2 separate regions of the Hordeum vulgare genome follow, and region 1 is linked to region 2. Evidence: chromatin contacts called from public Hi-C data. All regions are on one chromosome and are shown on one strand. The core of a region is the stretch at or near the end of the contact, and the rest is flanking DNA. Distances in the headings are between cores, read along the strand shown.

The links. Hi-C and Micro-C count contacts between places; a contact is called where the count stands out from the background.
Region 1: a Hi-C map of seedling shows a contact between it and region 2, with 5 times the contacts expected there. The contact joins the promoter of LOC123395984 here to the promoter of LOC123398932 in region 2. A contact is called at or near these places in 2 of 6 Hi-C or Micro-C datasets (leaf and seedling) and 1 of 1 datasets of contacts at active chromatin or transcription factors (embryo).

The regions. Positions count from the first base shown.
Region 1 is chr5H:263,567,888-263,570,951 of MorexV3_pseudomolecules_assembly, reverse strand. It overlaps LOC123395984 (transcription factor VIP1-like), which reads right to left and starts at 1,739. Exons shown (of 4, transcript XM_045091008.1): 1 at 1,130-1,739; 2 at 103-235. The coding sequence starts at 1,620.
Region 2 is chr5H:263,268,953-263,272,178 of MorexV3_pseudomolecules_assembly, reverse strand. It overlaps LOC123398932 (actin-3-like), which reads left to right and starts at 1,295. Exons shown (of 5, transcript XM_045093373.1): 1 at 1,295-1,482; 2 at 2,070-2,143; 3 at 2,220-2,613; 4 at 2,696-3,226. The coding sequence starts at 2,084.

The sequences.
Region 1 (3,064 bases), core at 490-2,989, 300 kb before region 2:
TATTAGGGTCATGCTACATGTCAAACATGACAATTGACCAATGAACATAGTGGACTACATAAAAAAGCTCATCTCACACCCCTTAAAAAAATAACCCCATACCTGGAGAAGTGTAAGCTGTGCTGATAGCGTAGTGGCCTCGGTCTGAAGTGTCTGGACCTTCCTCTCTAGCTCACCAGTATACTTGATCTTCCTCTCCTTCGACCTCGCCGCCGACTGCCGGTTTGCCAAAATTCTACACATAGACATACAATTATCCTAAATTAGTACAACCCAAATACAACTAGGAGACGAACCCTAAACATTGCAAATATCATCCAGATATCCGAGATCTCAAAATTGATAGCACACTTCCAGTAGCAGAAATTATCACTTCCCTCCGTTCCATAGTTCTTGCCGTGGTTTTAGTTCAAATTGGAGCTAAAACATGGAACAGGGGGAGTACAAACATGTGCAGACACCTAGAATGTTAACGATCTCAGCTCAAAGGGGTTTTGAGCGAACACGCTATGACACGTTCAATTCCTGTGTACGAATTTCAAAGCAAGACACGTGGCAATCACTTTTCGCTCCCACGGCCCCTCTGAGCGAACTACGACCTGACGGTAGTTTGGTCAGGATGGCAATTTGAACGAACACATCCGGGATGGAAAATTCTGATTTCTAGAGCATGGGAAGTTTCACCATTTCCCTTTGGTGTAGCATGGCAATTTTCTTCTGCCAGCATGGCAAATCTTGAACTAAGTTGAAATTTTTATTTTATTTTAGGCTGGCAATTGCCCATGTTGCATCATGGCAAATCCATAAAAAACGCATGGCAATTACTCTGCTGCAGCATGGCAAATTCCTGACAATCTTTCTGCTAGAATTGTAAGAAAAATCTTTACAACATGGCAAATCTTTACACAGTAGCGTGGCAAATATATCTGTTTTACCATGGCAATTGTCTCGAGCGTTTGCTCAGAGTGGGTTTTTAGGGAACACTTCCAGATTGCGGCATTTGCTCGCATGATCTCCCATAGGGTCAGCAGGTCCAAAAAAATATGGTTCACATGACAAATTACATCAGTAGATGAGATGACACCACCTTCCGGATCGAGAAAGAAGAACTGAAGATTTATTTCCTCACCTCTTTGCGCGTTTGGGGTCAAGGAGGGCTAGCTCGGCGATCCTCTCGGCCGGCATGGCCTTCTTGGCGTAATCCAGTGGCCCGCCCGACAGCGCCGACTCGCCTTCGAACGGCGAGTTCACCCCATCCATGGAGCCACTCCTCTTATGTCCGCCTCCTCCCCCCTGCAAGGCGAGGCCCTCGAAGAAGGCGGCGTCAAGGGATAGGCTCCTGTTGTGGGTCCCGCCTGGTGGACGGGGAACCGGTGCCTGGGACGAGCTGGCCGCCATCGGCGGCGGAGGAGGCGGGGTTGGGTCGGAGAGCGCCGGGGAATCATCGGAGAGGGATGGGAAGTCGAGGTCGGAGAAGGAGAAGTCTCCATCGGGGTCGAGGAAGAGGTCGGTGTCGGGGAAGCGCAGAAACGTCTCCGAATGGGCCCGCCGGTGGTGCCCTCGCACGGCAGCGCCGCCGGAGGACGGCACCGGGGTGGGAAGCTGGAAGCGCGGGTCCATGGCGGCCAACGGGAGGTCTACGCCGGCGGCGGCGGCGGCGGCGGCGGCGCGTGGAGTCGAGCTGGGAGGCGTTGCGCTGTGTGTGTGTGTGTGTGTGTGTGTGTGTGTTTGAGCTCGGGGGATCGAGTTGGTGAGATACGTGTGAGGAGAAAATGGGGGCAGGCCGCGTGGGTGGTGCCGCGCTCCCCTGCGTGCCCCCGGTGCACAGCCTGAACAAATCGCGAGGCGCAATGGACGGTCCAAAGTGGTGAGGAGAGTCCAGGAGCTGTAGAGAATCTTCATCGGGAGCCTCAAGTGTGGACGCGAGGTGGAAAAGGGTGTCCGGGTGGACCTGGCGTACGGTGCGGCCACCGGGAAGTACAAATCGCTAGGACGTTCCTCTTAGGACTTTTTCAATGTCCTCACCTTAATTTAAAACTATAACATAAAATGAATTTTGTATAAAAACTATTTCACGATCTGACCCTTTTAGAAATGTCACAACCCGTGGCGTTGCTGCTGCACATAGCAACTCCTGTCTACCGTGACGTTTCTGTTCCACATTCACACGCCTAACTAGCTTGCGTTGGAGCTCACATACAAATGCGAGTGGGTGTGGCGTTGCTACCATGCGACAAACGCCATGTACCATGGTGTTGCTGGGCAGCGATACCTGCTACCTGTTGCACCTGCATGTGGTCTGGGTCAACGCACGGCAAGAAAGAAGGAAATAGAGAAAAACAGGCAGGTCTCGATGCGAGTGAGGTCCTATGGTACTCTGCGAGTACAATTAGCTTTAGCTCCGCAGAGCGCAGCTGTAGGAGAGAGAGTTAGACATGATGGCAGGATGGGCAAGAAAAGGCTCAAGTTGAGGGGTTAAAGCAATGCTGCGTCGCAGCGGTCGGTGTGATGGTGTGCGTGGCCGAGGAGTGGGGCATTGGGTCGTAGGGGTCCTGCCTCTGCCTGCCATAATGCATGCAGGTGCAGCAGGTATGCGTGCCCCGAATTTCTTGTACTGCTTCTCACATCACAGCTGCCTGCCACGAATTTCTTATACTGCATCTGCCTGCTCACATCACATCCTTGTCATGTATGCCTCTGCCTGCCATGAATTTCTTGTATTGCTGCTCACATCACAGCTCACAGCTACCATAACACATGCAGGTGCAGCAGGCATGCGTTGACCCATGCAAGTCCAGCAACGCCATGGTACATGACGTTTGTCACCTGGGTAGCAACGCCAGACCCACTGGCGTTTCTATGTGAGCTGCAACGCGAGCTAGTTAGGCGTGTGAATGTGGAGCAGAAACACCATGGTAGAGTGACGTTTCTATATGGAGAAGCAACGCCACGGGTGTGGCGTTTCTAAAAGGGTCAAATCGTGAAATGGTTTCGTACGGAGTTCATTTTGTGCTATTGTTCAGATTAAGGTTAGAACAGTGAAAAAACTCTTCCTCTTATGCCT
Region 2 (3,226 bases), core at 46-2,545:
GGTTTGCAGCGCGGTCCGTACGTACTTTCTTTCACAAACCAAAGGCAAATGTGGGGGCTTTGCACGAGTTTGGACACGCGACCACGCTCGCTTCTTACCAACCTGACCCGCCTAAACCCCTTCACCCTCGCTTGTGCGTGTTCCCTCCCGGCACCAGTTCTCCACATTCATGTCGATGTAGAGTGCGCCACTCCACATTAGAGACGATTCAGGGTGGATGCGATCTCTCACTGCCTTCGCCATTGAAGAGGCACACCGGGGAGCGGCTTGTCCACGCTTGTTCAATGCTGGAGACGTGTGACTAGACGGGATGAGATGAATATATACCACACCCGTTCAATGCCCCATCCGTTCGTATACCGCCATTAAGAAGGCTCACGTGCCGAGAAACTCACTAAGGTGTCGCGCACAACACCATCATGGCAGAGGGGCAGCCCGCGTCGGCGCCTACGTCGGCTTTAGAGCGAGCGCTGCAGCAACACCAACTGGCGTTGGGCCAGATCAACGGCGTGCCCGTGAGCGAGGAGGCCTTCGCAACCATGGTCGCAGCGAACCCGAACTTCGTCGCGGAGTAGCGTGCCATCTACGATGCCGTCCACGCTTAAGCCGTCGCTTGACCGAAAACGACCGTCGCATAGGTGTAGTTGCACGTGATAACTGAGGCGTAGATTCCGTAACAACGCGAGCTGCACGTCCTACGCACCAGCAACAAACCATTAGGCAACCCGATGGGACGACCACAATGTGAGCACCATCATTTCCCTCATGGACCTAATGTTCACACGCGACGGAGAGGGCGAGTAGTCTTCCGAGTATGCATATGGCATGGGAGGTGACAGGACCTTGTGTTCCACGAGGGCCGGTACGTCTCAAGTGTTCTACTCTTCCTCGTCGGAGACTGCACCTCCACTTCACGTGTCTTATCGCTCGTGCTCATGAAGACGACGGGTGGAGGACGACACAACTTTGAACACCGGACGCCGCCGTCGTAGAATAGGTTTAGGGTGGGGTAGTTTTTTTCAGTTTCAAATGTAATTAAAATCCGGAATTTTCGTCATGTTTGAACAAATTTTGTCTAGTAAATCAAACTGTTATTAAAATGTATGCAGTTATAATTGGATGATGACCTCCAGCATTTGTGTTTACGGACGGCTTCGCTATGTGCTGGAGGATGCGGTAGGAAATTTGCCGCTTATCCGAAACCTATTTTTCTCTTACTATTTTCTCATGAAAACTGGCAGATAAAATTAAATACTTTATTTTATATTTGGCTCAGGAAAATCAAGAGAGGGTTAGGAAATACTCTATATGTGTGCGTATAAAAGAGGGCACGAGGCCAAGCCTAACACTTGGTTCTCCTGCCTCTGCCTAGTTCGCCGCCACCGCCGCCACCCACCCTCTCATCCTCTTCGTCCGCTCTTTGCAGTGTCCGCTCATCTCGGCGGGAGGTCCTCAGGCGGGCAGGTTCCCCTAGATCCCCGGGTAAGCACGTTCGGCCATCCTCGCAGCAGTTCCTTTCTTCTTTTCCAGATTATCCCTGCTAATTTTGGCCCGGAAGCATGCGATTTGTGCGCGGTCGGTGCTGGGGCGTGCTAGATCTGATCAATTACCCGAGAAACGACTAGTTTGTACGGTTCTTGCATGTGCTGTTCTTGCTTTGCCTTTTTTTTTTCCTGCCCCGGAGTGCAACAGTCAGAACCTGGAACTGATGGTTTGTGATGTGCGCTTAGATTGAGTCCTAGTAGAGTTATAACAGCCAAGAAACTGCATGTGGGTGTTCTTGTGTGGTTTTGGATCAGAGTGTATGATTGGACCATCGGTTGATTTGCTTACGTATTTTCCAAGTCATATATGTTGTGTATAGCCTTTGATTTGCTCACTACTATAAAATGGGAGAAAAGAAAAAGCAGAGTTACAACATTTACAACTCAGATGATGTCGTAGGTGCTAACATTGTTGCTGCAACGTAGTAACATTGTGATTTCTCATGGTGAATTTTCTTCTGTTCGTGTGATTTTGTTGGTTGGTATCTGGCAATAATAGCTTTCCTGTCAAAATTTATGCAACAGAGTCACTTAATCAAATGGCTGACGGTGAGGACATCCAGCCCCTTGTCTGCGACAATGGAACTGGCATGGTCAAGGTTTGTATTGCTCCTTTTGGTCAATTCGCCTCAGTCCAGCCTTCATGGTGCTGACTGTGGTCTGTATTCTCCACAGGCTGGTTTTGCAGGGGATGATGCGCCAAGGGCTGTCTTCCCAAGTATCGTTGGGCGCCCCCGCCACACTGGTGTGATGGTGGGGATGGGGCAGAAAGATGCATATGTTGGTGACGAGGCCCAATCCAAGAGGGGTATCCTCACCTTGAAGTACCCGATCGAGCATGGTATCGTCAGCAACTGGGACGATATGGAGAAGATCTGGCATCACACTTTCTACAATGAGCTCCGTGTTGCACCTGAGGAGCACCCAGTACTGCTGACTGAGGCACCCCTGAACCCCAAGGCTAACAGGGAGAAGATGACACAAATCATGTTTGAGACCTTTAATGTTCCAGCCATGTATGTGGCCATCCAGGCAGTGCTTTCCCTATATGCTAGTGGACGCACAACAGGTAATTGTCGTTGCAAACACGCACGTTCTAAAATGTAAGCTTCGTCCTCAATCTGAGCTGAGAATAAATGTTGTTTCTCCAGGTATCGTGTTGGATTCTGGTGATGGTGTCAGCCATACTGTGCCAATCTATGAAGGATATGCCCTTCCACATGCCATCCTTCGTCTTGACCTCGCTGGGCGTGACCTAACTGACTGTTTGATGAAGATTCTTACGGAGAGAGGTTACTCCTTCACCACGACTGCCGAACGGGAAATTGTAAGGGATATTAAGGAGAAGCTCGCATATGTGGCTCTTGACTATGAACAAGAGCTGGAAAATGCCAAGAGCAGCTCCTCTGTGGAGAAGAGCTATGAGCTGCCTGATGGGCAGGTGATCACCATTGGGGCAGAGAGGTTCCGTTGCCCTGAGGTCCTTTTCCAGCCATCTTTCATTGGTATGGAAGCTGCTGGAATCCATGAGACCACCTACAACTCTATCATGAAGTGTGATGTGGATATCAGGAAGGACCTGTATGGTAACATTGTGCTCAGTGGTGGGTCAACTATGTTCCCGGGTATTGCTGACCGTATGAGCAAGGAGATCACTGCCCTTGCACCAAGCAGCATGAAGA